Linked DNA regions of Sus scrofa: region 1 is linked to region 2. A link is a contact called in public HiChIP or PLAC-seq data. All regions are on one chromosome and are shown on one strand. Each heading gives the region's core, a stretch centred on a gene start, on an enhancer-like site or on the middle of the called end of the contact. The rest is flanking DNA. Distances are from core to core; before and after follow the strand shown. Region 1 has its middle 47 kb from the start of SLC25A33. Region 2 overlaps SPSB1 (SPRY domain-containing SOCS box protein 1).

Region 1 (6,816 bases), core at 3,526-6,025, 150 kb after region 2:
TGAAGGGTTTATAAGGCCCAGAGTATGAGCCAAAACCCCCTTTCCCCTTCACAATTCCAGCACCAACAGCTCTTCCCCGAGACCAGCCCTTTCACAGCGGCGGCCTCTGCGCATCTTTGGTGCCAAGTGATGATGGAAATCCAGCTTCCGAGCCTTTGGGAACAGTCGACTTCAGCCTCACACCCCACGCAGCACAGCCCCCTTCCACCACCCAAAGCCGGGAGGAAAACAGGTACAGCTGGTGAACAAGACGTCCTTGGCACCTCACTGGAGCCCGCTCCAGCAGGTCTCATGAAAACACATGAGCTCAGCTTCTGGACCAACCACCCAGGTCTCCAGGGCTGCTGCGGTGGGCAGTGGCTTGGGCAGTGGCCATGCCCAGAATTACCTCTGGCTTAAAGTCTACTGCCGGTCCCAAACCCTCAGAGGTTTAAGAAGGGAGAGAGCAGGGGGAAAAGAAAAGAAAAGGGAGTTCCCATTGTGGCTCAGCAGTTAAAAAACCCAACTAGCATCCATGAGGATGCAGGTTTGATCCCTGGCCTCGCTCAGTAGGTTAAGGATCCGGTGTTGCCATGAGGTGTGGTGTAGGTCACAGACTCGGCTCAGATCCCACATTGCTGTGACTGTGGCATAGGCTGGTTTTGACCCCTAGCCTGGGAACCTCCATATGCCACAGGTGCAGCTGGGTGGAATGAGGAAACATCTCAGCAGGTCTGGAAATAGACATCCAATATTTTTCCATTTTTGAGGGTTTTTTTTTGGTTTGATTTCTTCTGTTTTTTGGGGTTCTTTGCCTTTTTTTTTCAGGGCTGCATGTGTGGCATATAGAAGTCCCCAGACTAGGGGTCGAATCAGAGCTACAGCTGCCAGCTTACAACACAGCCACGGCAACACCAGATCCTGAACCCACTAAGTAAGGCCAGGGATCGAACCTGCATCCTCGTGGATACTAGTCGGGTTTGTCACTGCTGAGCCACAATGGGAACTCTGGTTTTGTGTTTTTTATTTTAACTGAGGTGGGTTTCACATAGCACAATTAACCACTACAAAGTGAACAACTCAGCGGGTTTAGCACATTCGCAGTGCTGTGCAGCCACAAACATGGTTCCAAAACATGGTTATCAGGCCCAAGGGGAACCCCTAGCAACCAAACCATCAATCCCTGTCCCCACCCTCCAGCCCCAGCCCCTGGCTACCACCAATCTGCTTTCCGTCTCTGGTTTTACCTATTCTGGACATTTCAGATACATGGAGTCATTCAGTACGAAACTAGACACCTGCTGCCATATTTAGCTGCGCTTCTGCTGATCGTAGCACCCACATCTTACTTTGGGGAAGCGCTTCACCCTCCCTTCAATCCATGAGGTTGGGCAGCCTTCACCCCCCTCCTCACTCCACCCCACCCCTGCCCAGTGTGCAGGGGCAGGCACATGACCCAAGTCCGTCACCGCGATTGGTTCAGAGATGGGCTTGCAACTCAATCCCAGCCAATGAGAGCAGCCACAGGACTTCTGGAGCACGCTCTCTGCTTGGCTCACCAGATCAGCAGAATGGGAGACTGGAACTGCTGGCAGCCGCCTTTGCCACTGTGAAAGGAGTGCCCACCTGGGGAAGAACCCCCCGGAGGAAAGCAGAGACAGAGCATTGAATCCAAGCAAAGGGCTCATGTGCTGAAGACTCAGAACACCAAACTCTGAAAGTGAGAGTTTGCAACAAAGCAAGGATTTCTTGCAGGGCGCCAAGCAAGGCAATGGGAGACAAGTCTCAGATCCACTCCGTCTGACCTCTGAAGTAGAGATTTCTAAAGGGGAGGACAAAAGAGCTGGGGCTTTTTGTTTTTGTTTTTGTTTTTCTTCTTAGAGCCACACCTGCAGCACGTGGAAGTTCCCAGGCTAGGGGTCTAATTGGAGCTACAGCTGCCAGCCTATGCCACAGCCACAGCAACACAGGATCCGAGCCACATCTGTGACCTACACCACAGCTCACGGCAACGCCGGATCCTTGACTCACTGAACGAGGCCAGGGATCGAACCTGCAACCTCATGGTTCCTAGTCAGATTCGTTTCATTTCCACTGCGTCATGACAGAAACTCCAGGGCTAATCATCTTAATCTTCTGCTATCTATGCATCTTTGGCCTGGTGGTCTATGAACTGGGATGGGGGTGTCAATGTCACCATAATCTGTACAGGTGATCTTGCTCTGGAAGATAACTCAGAACATCACATAAACAGTGATGCTAATCAGAAGACTATGGCTCAAGGCACCTGATCTTCACTGCTCCTTACTGATTAAGCAAACATGCGGTCCAACAGGTCAGGGCTAGGACAAGAGAAATAAGAAGACCAAGAACAGAAACCCAGGTATGAATTTTAATTATAAACTAATCATAGGACTCAGTTTCGATAGGAGGCTGGTTCTTGTCAACATTACCTGAGCACCTGGATCCAGCTCAGCCTGAAGGTGGGACTGTCCTTAGGCATTTCTTTCTTTTTCTCTCTCTTTTTTTTTTTTTTTTCCAGGGCCACAGCTGCAGCACATGGAAGTCCCAGGCTAGTTGTCGAATCAGAGCTGCAGCTACCAGCCTAGCCACAGCCACAGCAACACCAGATCCGAGCAGCATCTGTGACCTACACCACAGCTCACGGCAATGCCGGATCCTTATCCCACTGAGCAGGGCCAGGGATCGAACCTGCATCCTCAAGGATACTAGTCGGGTTCGTTACCCCTGAGCCACCACAGGAACTCCTTAGACATTTCATTTTTGAAAGCCAAGAGCATTCATCCCTTTGTGCTCAAGCTAGTTGGAACTGGGTTTCTATAACATGCAACTGAAAAAGACTGAAACAATACATGTGGCATATTTCCCTCCCCTGCTTTCACATCCTCCCACTGCTTACGGGATAAAATGCAACCCCTTAGCAAGGAACATACGGTCTCCCTGATCCAGCCCTGCCTCCCTCCTCCTGCGTCCCTCGTACCCCCTGCCTCTTGTTTAACATGCTAGCCGCATTACACACACACACACACACACACACACACACACACACACACACTTGCAGCTCTTCCCGCCCTTGGGGTCTCTGCTCCTGCTGTCTCCTCGGCCCAGAGTGCTTTCATCGCCCCCACCCAACACTCAAACACCATTCATCTTCACCCCTCCATCCAGACATTACCTCCTCCAAAAACCCTTCCCCGACTCCGTGCCCCGCCTCTCCTCCAACTGAAAACCTCGTCCCTCGGGCTCCCCTCGGCCCTGGGTGTGGTTCAGTCACAGCGCTGGCCTGCACACTGTTGTTCATTATCTGCCCTTGTCTCCTCTCCGCCACCCCACCCCCCGCCACCACCCAAACAGGGATCCTTCGGGGCCAAGTCTGTGCCTGGCTCCCCGCTGACCCGTACAGGGGCCGCAGGGAGGCTTCAGTACCTGTCTGTTAAATGAATGAAAGAACGAAAATCCTGGGAACACTGTTCTAAAGAGCTTATATCCCAACTTTTCCCCAACGATAAAGAGTTTGTTTCTCCTTCTTCTCCTCCTCCTTCCTCTTCTGCGGCCGTGCCCAAGGCATATGGAAGTTCTGGGGCAAAGAATCTAACCCGAGCCACGCCAACAACCCGAGTCACAGCAGACCTTCACCCACTGTGCCGCCGGGAACCCCCAGAGTGGAAATGTATGCAGCAGGCTTCATCCACTCTGTCCGTACTTCAGGATGCAATTTCTAACCTTTCACTGACTGGTCCTTTGGCTGAGATTGGACTCTGGGGCCCTCCCCTCCTCCCGGGGCGGCACCCCACCCTCACCCGTGGTGGGGGGAAGGCGGGATAAGGGAGATGGGACTTGCTCACGGGGAGGCCTTGACACCACTGCTGATGGTGGGGAGCACGTAGGTCTCTCTCCAGCCCGGGGTGACCCCAGTCAGGCCCTTAGACGCCACCCAAGCCTGTCTAAGGCTTCCTATGGTGGCACCTGCCTGTCTTTAGATGCGAGAGCCTGGAGGCTGTCAGAGGGGGTCATCTGTTGTCTCCCCTTCCTCACCCATGGTGCCAATCTGCAGACCAGCCAAGGCAACGACATCAGGCCTCTGTCCGCCTCTCGCCAGCTGGCTCCACGCACTTTGATTCAGTGTCTGGGCCTCCGTGAACAGAGCGGCCGGGGGAGGTGACGTTGGCAGGGTGGGGCAAGGAGCCTCCCAGGCACAATTTCCCTTACTCCTGGATCTCCCAGGAGGGACCACCCCTCTGGATGGTAGTTATGGTGTGAACAGAGGGGGTGCGGCCAGCTGGGTGACTCAGGAATGTTTGAGAACCCGATAGCCTGAGGCTGGGGATGAAGATGCACCATGCCTTTCCCCCAGGGACAGGCAACATTCGTTGGCCCCCAGGGGTCTCCTTCCCCTGCCAGTCCTTCCAGTTACTTCTCAGGGAGCAAAAGTTGCCTCTCTGGACACTCCGTGCTCCTGGAGCTGCATTTACCTTCCCCAGTGGACCTGGGCCCTAATTCTAGTAACCTGGCCCATCCCAGGACGTAATCAGGAAGGACGGTCCCCATTGTTCCAGGCTGTACTAGGGGGACCCACAGCTGGCCTCTCTCCTGGGGTCAGCACCTCAGGGTCTGGTAGGCTGGGAGTCTCCCCCTCTGAGAAGGCAAGCCACTTACCCACCACCTGCCTCTGTTTGAAGCCCCAGTATGTTCCATGTGCTGCCACCAGGGTCACTCAGCAACCCTACACATTCCCAACCAGACCCAGCTGCCCCAGTGGAGAAGCACGGGACCTAGTCTTTGGGGGAATTACCATTAAAATTTGCCTCTCAGAGGACTTCCCTTGTGGCTCAGCAGGCTCTGGTGTCGTCACCACTGCTGTGGCTCTGGTTACAGCAGATTCCATCCCTGGCCCAGGAACTTCCACATGCTGCAAGTGTGGCCAATAAAATTGCTTCTCAGGACTTCCTGCTGTGGCATAGTGCTAACGAACCCGACTAGTATCCATGAGGACGCGGGTTGATCCCTGGCCTGGCTCATCAGGTTAAGAATCTGGCCTTGCTGTGAGCTGTGGTGTAGGTCACAGACGCGGCTTGGATCCTGCATTGCTGTGGCGGTGGTGTAGGCCGGCAACTGCAGCTCCAATTCGACCCCTACCTTGGGAACTTCCATAGGCCACATATGTGGCTCTAAAAAAGGCAAAAAGAAAAAAAAAAAGTTGCTTCTCAGAGATTCTTTTTTTTTTTTCCAGTAATGGTCTCTTAATTTGGGAGAAGGGAGTGTTTCATTGCCTTATTCGTTTATCAAATATTCAGAAACCAGGCACTGGGCTAGAGGCGGTGTGGGGGCCAGTGCCCACCCCGGACCCAACAACAGCAATACAAATTAAAAACAACAAAATGCCAGACGGGCACAGTGACAAAGTGTCCTGGCACAGGGCGGAGAACGGGAGAGCCAGGGTCCCTAAACAGCACCTCCCGGATTTAGTTTATGCCACAAGAACTTAGAGAACCTGCTGTGCCAACAAATGCTAAGCCTTTTATTCTTTTAAGAGCTCCACAGGGCTGGTGTTGTTATTATCACATTTCACGGAAGCTGGGGCCACAGGGCACAGAGAGGTTAAGGTGCCCAGTGTCCCATAGCTGCTGAGTGGCAGAGTGCGTTTGTACCCCAGCAGCCTGGCTCAAGTCCTGCTCTTAGCCACTGTCAAGTCTGCGTCTGCTGCAGGCGAGTCTCTGACTAAGCTCACATCGGTACTGGGCCACTGATGGAACAAGTGTCTTTCCTGCTCATTCACCAGGCAGAGGCTTCGTCTTTGGGCCCAAGAGCACGGGGGCGGGGCGGTGGGGGCCGATCAAGGCTTTACACCTGCCTTTGAATGAACAATCTGTTCCGGAAGGAAAAGTAACACAATGAAACCTGACTCTGGTTGAAGGGCCTCTCGTTCCACCAGGGAGAGGGGACAGGCTCCCAGAGGGGCAGGTCCAGGACCTTCTGCCTGGAGCACTGACCTCATTGTGAGCACCAGCCACAGGGAATGTGCCTGAGGGCCCCAGGGGGTCTTGAGGGAACCTCAGAGGACAGCCCAACTCAGAGGCTGACCCCTCCCTCATGAGTGCTGACTCGCTCTTCGGAAAACGAACAGGTGGAATTCTAGAAGCAGGAGCACATCACGGGCCAGTGGGCTCTGCTCTCAGAAAGAGGTCACTTCTGGAACGAGGCAGCCCCCCTCAGTTGGAAACGCCACCAAGGCCAGACTTCTGCCTTGTTCTCCAGAGCGCCTGTCATCCCCAAGCCCCACAGCTGTCCTGTAAGGGACCAGCCAGCCAGCTGTTCGAGTCCACAGGCCCCACTGCCCTGCTGAGATGGTTCACTCTGCTCCGGCTGCTCGCCCTTCTTCAGGATGAAGGATGGGCTTGTCTCGTCCCAGGAAAACTTTCTTTATGGATACTGACATTGGAACTTCATTGTATTTTCAGATTCATGAAATCGTATCCTTCTTCTATCCCCCCAACTATTTAGAAAAGTGAAAACCACCCTTAGCTTGTAGGTTGCAGGAAAACAGGTGCTGGCAGGATTTGGCCAATAGGCTGTCACTGGGCGTCGACCGCCCACATGGCGGCCACAACACTCGGGATCAAACCCAAGCACAAAGATCCTCACGACCCACCAATCAGGGCTCCCCAGGCCCCCTAGGAACTCCCTGTGAGGTCTGTAGTTCTCAGTCCACGGCTCTCTTGTGGGTTCTTCTGGAATATTTTTCCTCCCTTTGCAACACTCGATTGTCTTGTTTGTTTGTTTTTTAATGGCCACACCTTCGGCACAAGGAAGTTGCCA
Region 2 (6,077 bases), core at 383-2,882:
CTACGCCAGCCAGCCTCTTTATTGACCATGGAAACATTAGCAGCTTTGATCTAATCAGCTCCTAGGCTGGGGTTGTCTCTCTGTCTCCACGAGGGCCAGAACTCCATGTACTTAGTTCAGCATCCCCGGGTGCCCGAGATGGTCCCTGGAATACAGTGGGGCTGAATCCGCCGAGTCTTCTGCAGCCATCACTTGATCACCCCTGCATGGCTGTCCCCTACTCATGCTGATCCTGACCTTGCGTGTTTTTTTTTTTTTTAATGTATTTTATTGCAGTGTAGTTGATTTACAATGTTAATTTCTGCTGTATAACAAAGTAACTCAGTTATGCACATATAGACATTCTTTTTCCTATTCCATTCCATCATGTTTATCACAGGATATGGAATATAATTCCCTGTGCTGTACCATAGGGTCTCGTTCTTTATCCCTTCCGTGTATAATAGTTGGCATCTGCTCATCCCAAACTCCCTGTCCATCCCCCCCCACCCCCGCCCCCTTGGCAAGCACAAGTCTGTTCTCTGTGTCTGCGAGTCTGTTTTGTAGATAAGCTCGTTTGTGTCACATCAGCCTTCCTTTTGAAGGTTCCCTGGAGGGTGGGCCCCGTGTCTCTGGTTTCCTCGTGGGGACTTTTCGCTTACGTCACTGGTGTTTTTGAAGCCACGCCTCCCATGGCGGTTGGTTTTCGTGGAACGGAATTACAGGAAGTTCTGTTCCTGAAATGTGGGGATGACGGGGAGGGGTCCCCCGCCCCCCGAGCTCCAGTGGAAGACCCTCCCCCGCTCTCAAATTAGGTATCTTGCAGAGTTCCCAGGTGGCACAGCAGGTTAGGGACCCAGCGTTCCACTGCCATGGCGTGGGTTCGATCCCTGGCTCCAGGACATTTGCATGCCACCAGTGTAGCCGAAAAAAAAAAAAATGAGGCTTTTCTCTGCTCTGTTCACAGCTCAATTCCTGAGTCTCTGACCCACTCCCCAGGCCAGGGCAGTGGGACTGACTGGCTGAAAAAGGCAGCAGGATAGTTACAGGTACTGGAGATAGTCCTATTTTCCTTTGAAAACACACACACGCACACACACACACACACACACACAGCTGAAAAAAAGCTCTTAAACCTCCTCAGTTTAGTCTGCAGAGGCATCACAGGCGGTGGGCCTTAAACATTTGCATTCCTTGGGCTTAGCTGATCTTTTGCAGTGTCGGGTTTCTGGGTTAGTGGTACATGGAGGGGGAAGCCAGACCGTCTTTACAAAGAAAGCACGTGTGTGCAGAGGAATTCCAAATATCCGGGGTGGCACGGAGGGGCCTCCCAGTACCAGGGCCTTTTCTTGGGGGGAGAGCAGGCCCTGGACTTGCTCTAAACTCGCCCCGACCTGTGGGTCATCATCTTGGTACCCGCCAGGAGGCGATACAGCAGCCAGGTTCTCAGACCTTTCGTGAACCCTCACTATTGGGCCAGGAATGGGTAACACAGACACGCCAGAAGCTCGTGCTCCACCGCCAGAGACAGACGCGGGCTGCTCGTTAATGCTGGTATTTCATCATGTCTGCGACCCATCGAGAGGAAGCTTCCTCATTTTGTAAGAAGCTGCTGATGGTCGCTGGAGCGAGCTGTGGACGCCGGAGCCAGCCTGATGTCAGCGATGCTGAGGTGTGAGTCAGGCCGAGTCATGAGAGACAGGATGGGGGCACTGCCGCGTTCATGGGAGAGGTTTGTTCAGCAGCAGCGGGTACCTCCAGGGGCAGGTGATGGGCAGAGCAGGAGGTAGCAGCAGCAAGGTCAGTGCCAATGTGCACTGCCAACCAGGTGACCACGGTGTGTGGCCCCGTTCTGGGGTCTCACCAGTCATTTATTTGTTGTGGCCTCTCACCCTCTTTGGGAGCAGCCGCAATGAGTCTGTTGTACAGGTAACCTGAGAATAGCATGGGGCCCTCTCTGAGCTCCCATCCTATGAGGGTATCAATGGCTTTTTTTTTTTTTCCTGTCTTTTTAGGGGCGCACCCTTGGCATGTGGAAATTCCCAGGCTAGGGGTCCAATCAGAGCTACAGCTACTGGCCTACACCACAGCCACAGCAACGCCAAATCCGAGCCGTGTCTGTGACCTACACCACAGCTCACGGCAACGCCAGATCCTTAACCCACTGAGCAAGGCCAGGGATGGAACCCGAAACCTCATGGGTCCTAGTCTGATTCGTTTCTGCTGTGCCACGACGGACACTCCTGAATGGCTCCTTATTAATGACCCAGACCCCTGGGACTTAGTCCCTGGAGCCTGACTCCTCCTCCTCCTCTGTCTTGAACCCGTCTCCGGAGCTTTTCCTCGCGAGCACTCAGTGTAGACCAGGCACTGGGATGTGTGTGCCCTGGTGTCCAACCCTCACATCGTCCCTCGAACCCTCATGCTGTTGCTGTGAGACAGACAGGGTTTATTGTCCTCGTTTTGCAGTTGGGGAAGCTGAGGCCCCAAAAATCTCAGGTCATAGCCGGGGAAGGGTCAAAAGGGGGGTTCGAACCCAGGTCCCGTCTCTCACATTCACAGGTTGTCGACAGATTCTCATGCGTGACTCCTCCCCAGTTTGTATGTGACTTGAGCTGTTGGCAGGTGGGATTTCAAAGTCCTGGCTTGATGGTTGATGGACAAGGGTGTCTGCAAATAAGACCCAGGGTGATGCGTGTTCCTTAAAGCCTTGCGAGAATGGGCATAATTGCTGGGGACAGATGTGCTTTTGGGGTCCTGGACCAAATTCTGGGGTCCTGGTCTGACCACCTCTGGTTCCCCTGAGGGTGAAAATTGGCAGAATATTCCAGAGGGTCCGGAAGAGCCAGTGTGGGTGGGAGTGTATGTCCGGTCCTGGCCACTCGGATGGTCAATAGGCAGCCGAGGTGCAGTGGGGGGGGGCGTGATGGAGGGAGCACCGTGTTGGACCATCAGACACCTCCAGCCCCCCCAGCCCCCTTTCCTTTGTTGTCTGGCCACGTCAGACGTCTGGGTTTGCAGAGAGGTTCCTGAATGGGCCTTGGAAATAGGTCCCTCCCTTCCCGTGCCGCCGGCACTGACCCACGTGTGACCTTCCCCGTGGTGACAGTGTCTGGCCGTCACTCTTTGATGCTGTCTGTGGAGGGGCAGCGACTGTGTGGGGGCAGGTGGCCAGTTCCCCCCGCCCCTGCCTTCGAGGACTTTTGGCCTCTGCTGCAGCTTCTTTGGGATGCGCGCCTCCAGCGCCCTCCCCCCTTGGCCACCTCCGAAGGGGGAAATCCACACTGCCGACCCTCCGTCTGAGCATCCGACCTTTTCCGCTCCCGTGAAGTGCCCTGGCTGGGCTGGCGGCTTTGACTGTCTAGATGGAACAGACTAATTCCTGCTGGGCTGGAGCCGGGGGTGGGGTGCTGGCGGCTCCGCTTGGCCCCTCTCCGGCCCCCAGCCCCTCTGCCTGGCTCGGGCGCAGATGTTCCTTCCGCAGAATCCCTGGGGTTTTTCCGTCCCCACTCCACCCCCACCCCCTGGCTGGCTTGGGGAGCCGTCCCTCAGGGCCTGTTGGCAGAGATCGTGGCGGATCTCAGAAGAGGCTTGCGTGGGACCCGGGCGCGAGGCTGACCCTGAAGGTCCACGCGTCAGGGTTGCCCGGTACCCGGAGTCAGTGCTGGGCAGCCTCGCCCTTCACCTGGGCCTGGAACCCTGTCTGCGGGCTTGCGTTGGGCTTCATGTGTAGGCTTCGTGGATTCCAGAGGAGCCCAAAGCAGAGACAGGAGGACACAGACCCCCTCTCCCTCCGAGGAGGTGGGTTCTTCCTCACCCCTGGTTGCCCCTGGATCTTTGGGCACCGAGAGCCCAAGCTGGGCAGGCCCTGGGGAAGTGGCCTTTGCAGATCTTCAAGGCCTGCCGGGCCTCAGCGAGACAGTACTACGTCCACACCATCGGCATCTTGCTGCTGGGCTCCCGAGGCGATGAGCAGTATCTTTCTGCTGCGATGCTTGCAGACCACGGGGACCGAGTGTGGGACTGCAGGTCCGTGGGACCGTGAGCCTCTTCCCTCCCTCCTCGTGGATCCTTCTTCCCTGTGGCCAGTGGGAGATGTGGGGGGACTTCTCCTGCAGGAAGGAGAACCAGGACACGGACCCCAAAGAGGGGGTCCCGTGCAGGCTCAGTGTGTACCAGCTCTCCTGGCCGTCTAGATCCCAACTCCAAGCAGCCTTATTGCTCCATTCAGTGGCAATGCCTAAGTTTTTTCTCATTGCTTTCTTTCCTAGAGTTTTTTTTAGGCCTATCCTTTTTGCGTGTGCCAAAGGAGGGGAGCGAATCCCTGTGGATAATCAAGTGTTCATGCTTTTCTTAGCTAGTTGGTGCGGAGTTCTCCTGTGATGCAGCGGGTTAAGGATCCAGCATTGTCCTTGCAATCGCTGCAGTAGCACAGGTTCAATCCCTGGCCTGGGAATTTCCTTGGGCCGCAGGTGCGGCCAAAAAAAAAAATGAGAAAAGAAAGATCTTTCCTTAGCTAGTTGGTGCATTGGGTGCGACTGGATTGGACTCCAGGAGGAGAGCGCTTTGCCGGGGACCCAGGGCAGGCACAGGGTCTGCACAGAGTGGGGTTTTCAGCAGTGCCTGGCATCAGTGAATTTTGGCCAAATTGGCTTTGCCACATCTGTGGTCCTCCTCCTCTGCTACCATCCCTTGCTTGGCACATAGTAGGTCCTTGGTGAGGTTTTAGTGGAGGCCGTGGGTCACACTCAGTGCCTGTGCATGACCCTGGCTGTCTTCTGGGGTGTGTCTTGGTGCCCAGCCTTGGAAGGGTCAGCTTTGAGGGGCTTAGGTCCTGGGCGCCGTGTCCCCAGTGAGGAGGCCAGCTCGGGTGGGGACGGGCAAAGTCAAGACAAAGGCCCAGTTGTGCCCTCGGAGAAAACCCAAACCTGGGTTTCCCTGAGGCTGCAACTGCCAGTGCCCGGCCCGCCTTGTTCCCATAAAGGGAACTTTGTGTGTGGCTCCCGGTGGAGGAGGAGGCGGCCAGCATCCCCCGGCGCCCAGACGCTCCCTGGGAACGGGCGTGACTGCCTCAGAGCCACAACTGGCCGTGATGATAACTCCTGTGACCCTTAACCTCTTAGAGCTGACATCAGGCCAGACAATGTGTTTGGGACAAGTCTGTTCTCCTCGTTTCGGGGCCAGCATGGTTGGGGCCAGACCAGACGCATTCTTTCTTGGAAAACCGAGTGGGGAGGGGCAGTGGCGAGGATGGGGCTGTGATGGGTGGCACCTCATAAGCCGGTCTGTGCCAGCGGGCGGGGGGGGGCACGGGAGCCCCATCTGGAAGCCAGCCCCCCACCGGCTGCCGCCGCCTGAATGGAGGGCTTGTGTGGACGCTCGAAGCGGCAGCCCTGGGCTCAGCATGAAGTAGGCGGGCAGTGAAGGCGCTTCTGCTTCCGCCACTGATGCAGGGTTTTCCAGGAAAGAGCAGCCATCACAGGAAGAGGGAAGAGGCCAAGGCTGCCCGTCTCTGGGTACCAGCCAGCCTGGCATGCTAGGGATTGTTGGGCTGTGTAGGGGTGAGCTCTTGCCACGTTTGGGGACTGAGTTCTCAAGGAATGAGGGGCCTGCAGAGAGGTCATTTGGGGGAGGCTTCCAGAGCAGGTCGGGAATAGACATGTGGACGCCTGACCACACCCCTATAGGAAGGTGATGTAGGAGGCGAGGCCCTAGACCCTGCGTCTACGGAGCATAGGGGTGTGAGCAGGTGGCTTCTCAGAATAGAACGAGCCACTCATTCAGCACATGATCCCTGAGCACCCACTATGTGTCACGCACCCGTGGCATATGGAGGTTCCCAGGCTAGGGGTCGAATTGGAGCAGTAGCTGCTGGCCTACGTCATAGCCACAGCCACGCCAAATCCGAGCCGCATCTGTGACCTACACCACAGCTCACGGCAATGCCAGATCCTTAACCCACTGAGCAAGGCCAGGGATCAAACCCACAACCTCGTGGTTCCTAGTCGGGTTCATTAACCACTGAGTCATGGCAGGAACTCCACCGAGGCCTGTGTTCTTATAGGGGGACAGGCCCTAAGCAGACAGCCAAGTGGATC

Evidence for each region. HiChIP or PLAC-seq counts read pairs in DNA pulled down with a chosen protein or histone mark.
Region 1: a contact with region 2 is called in an H3K27ac HiChIP or PLAC-seq map of alveolar macrophages. The contact joins two enhancer-like sites. A contact is called at or near these places in 1 of 47 Hi-C or Micro-C datasets (embryonic fibroblasts) and 1 of 2 datasets of contacts at active chromatin or transcription factors (alveolar macrophages).

What each region holds. Positions count from the first base shown.
Region 1 is chr6:69,884,471-69,891,286 of Sscrofa11.1, forward strand. No RefSeq gene overlaps it. Among named protein-coding and RNA genes, the nearest start is that of SLC25A33, 47 kb to the right of the region's middle. Within about 2 kb of position 4,776, at least 10 of the 83 cell types and tissues checked have an H3K27ac peak or open chromatin away from gene starts, as enhancers often do. A contact at or near this core is called in alveolar macrophages, where this site is marked.
Region 2 is chr6:69,740,864-69,746,940 of Sscrofa11.1, forward strand. All of the region lies in intron 2 of SPSB1 (SPRY domain-containing SOCS box protein 1), which reads left to right. Among named protein-coding and RNA genes, the nearest start is that of SPSB1, 23 kb to the left of the region's middle. Within about 2 kb of position 1,633, at least 25 of the 83 cell types and tissues checked have an H3K27ac peak or open chromatin away from gene starts, as enhancers often do. A contact at or near this core is called in alveolar macrophages, where this site is marked.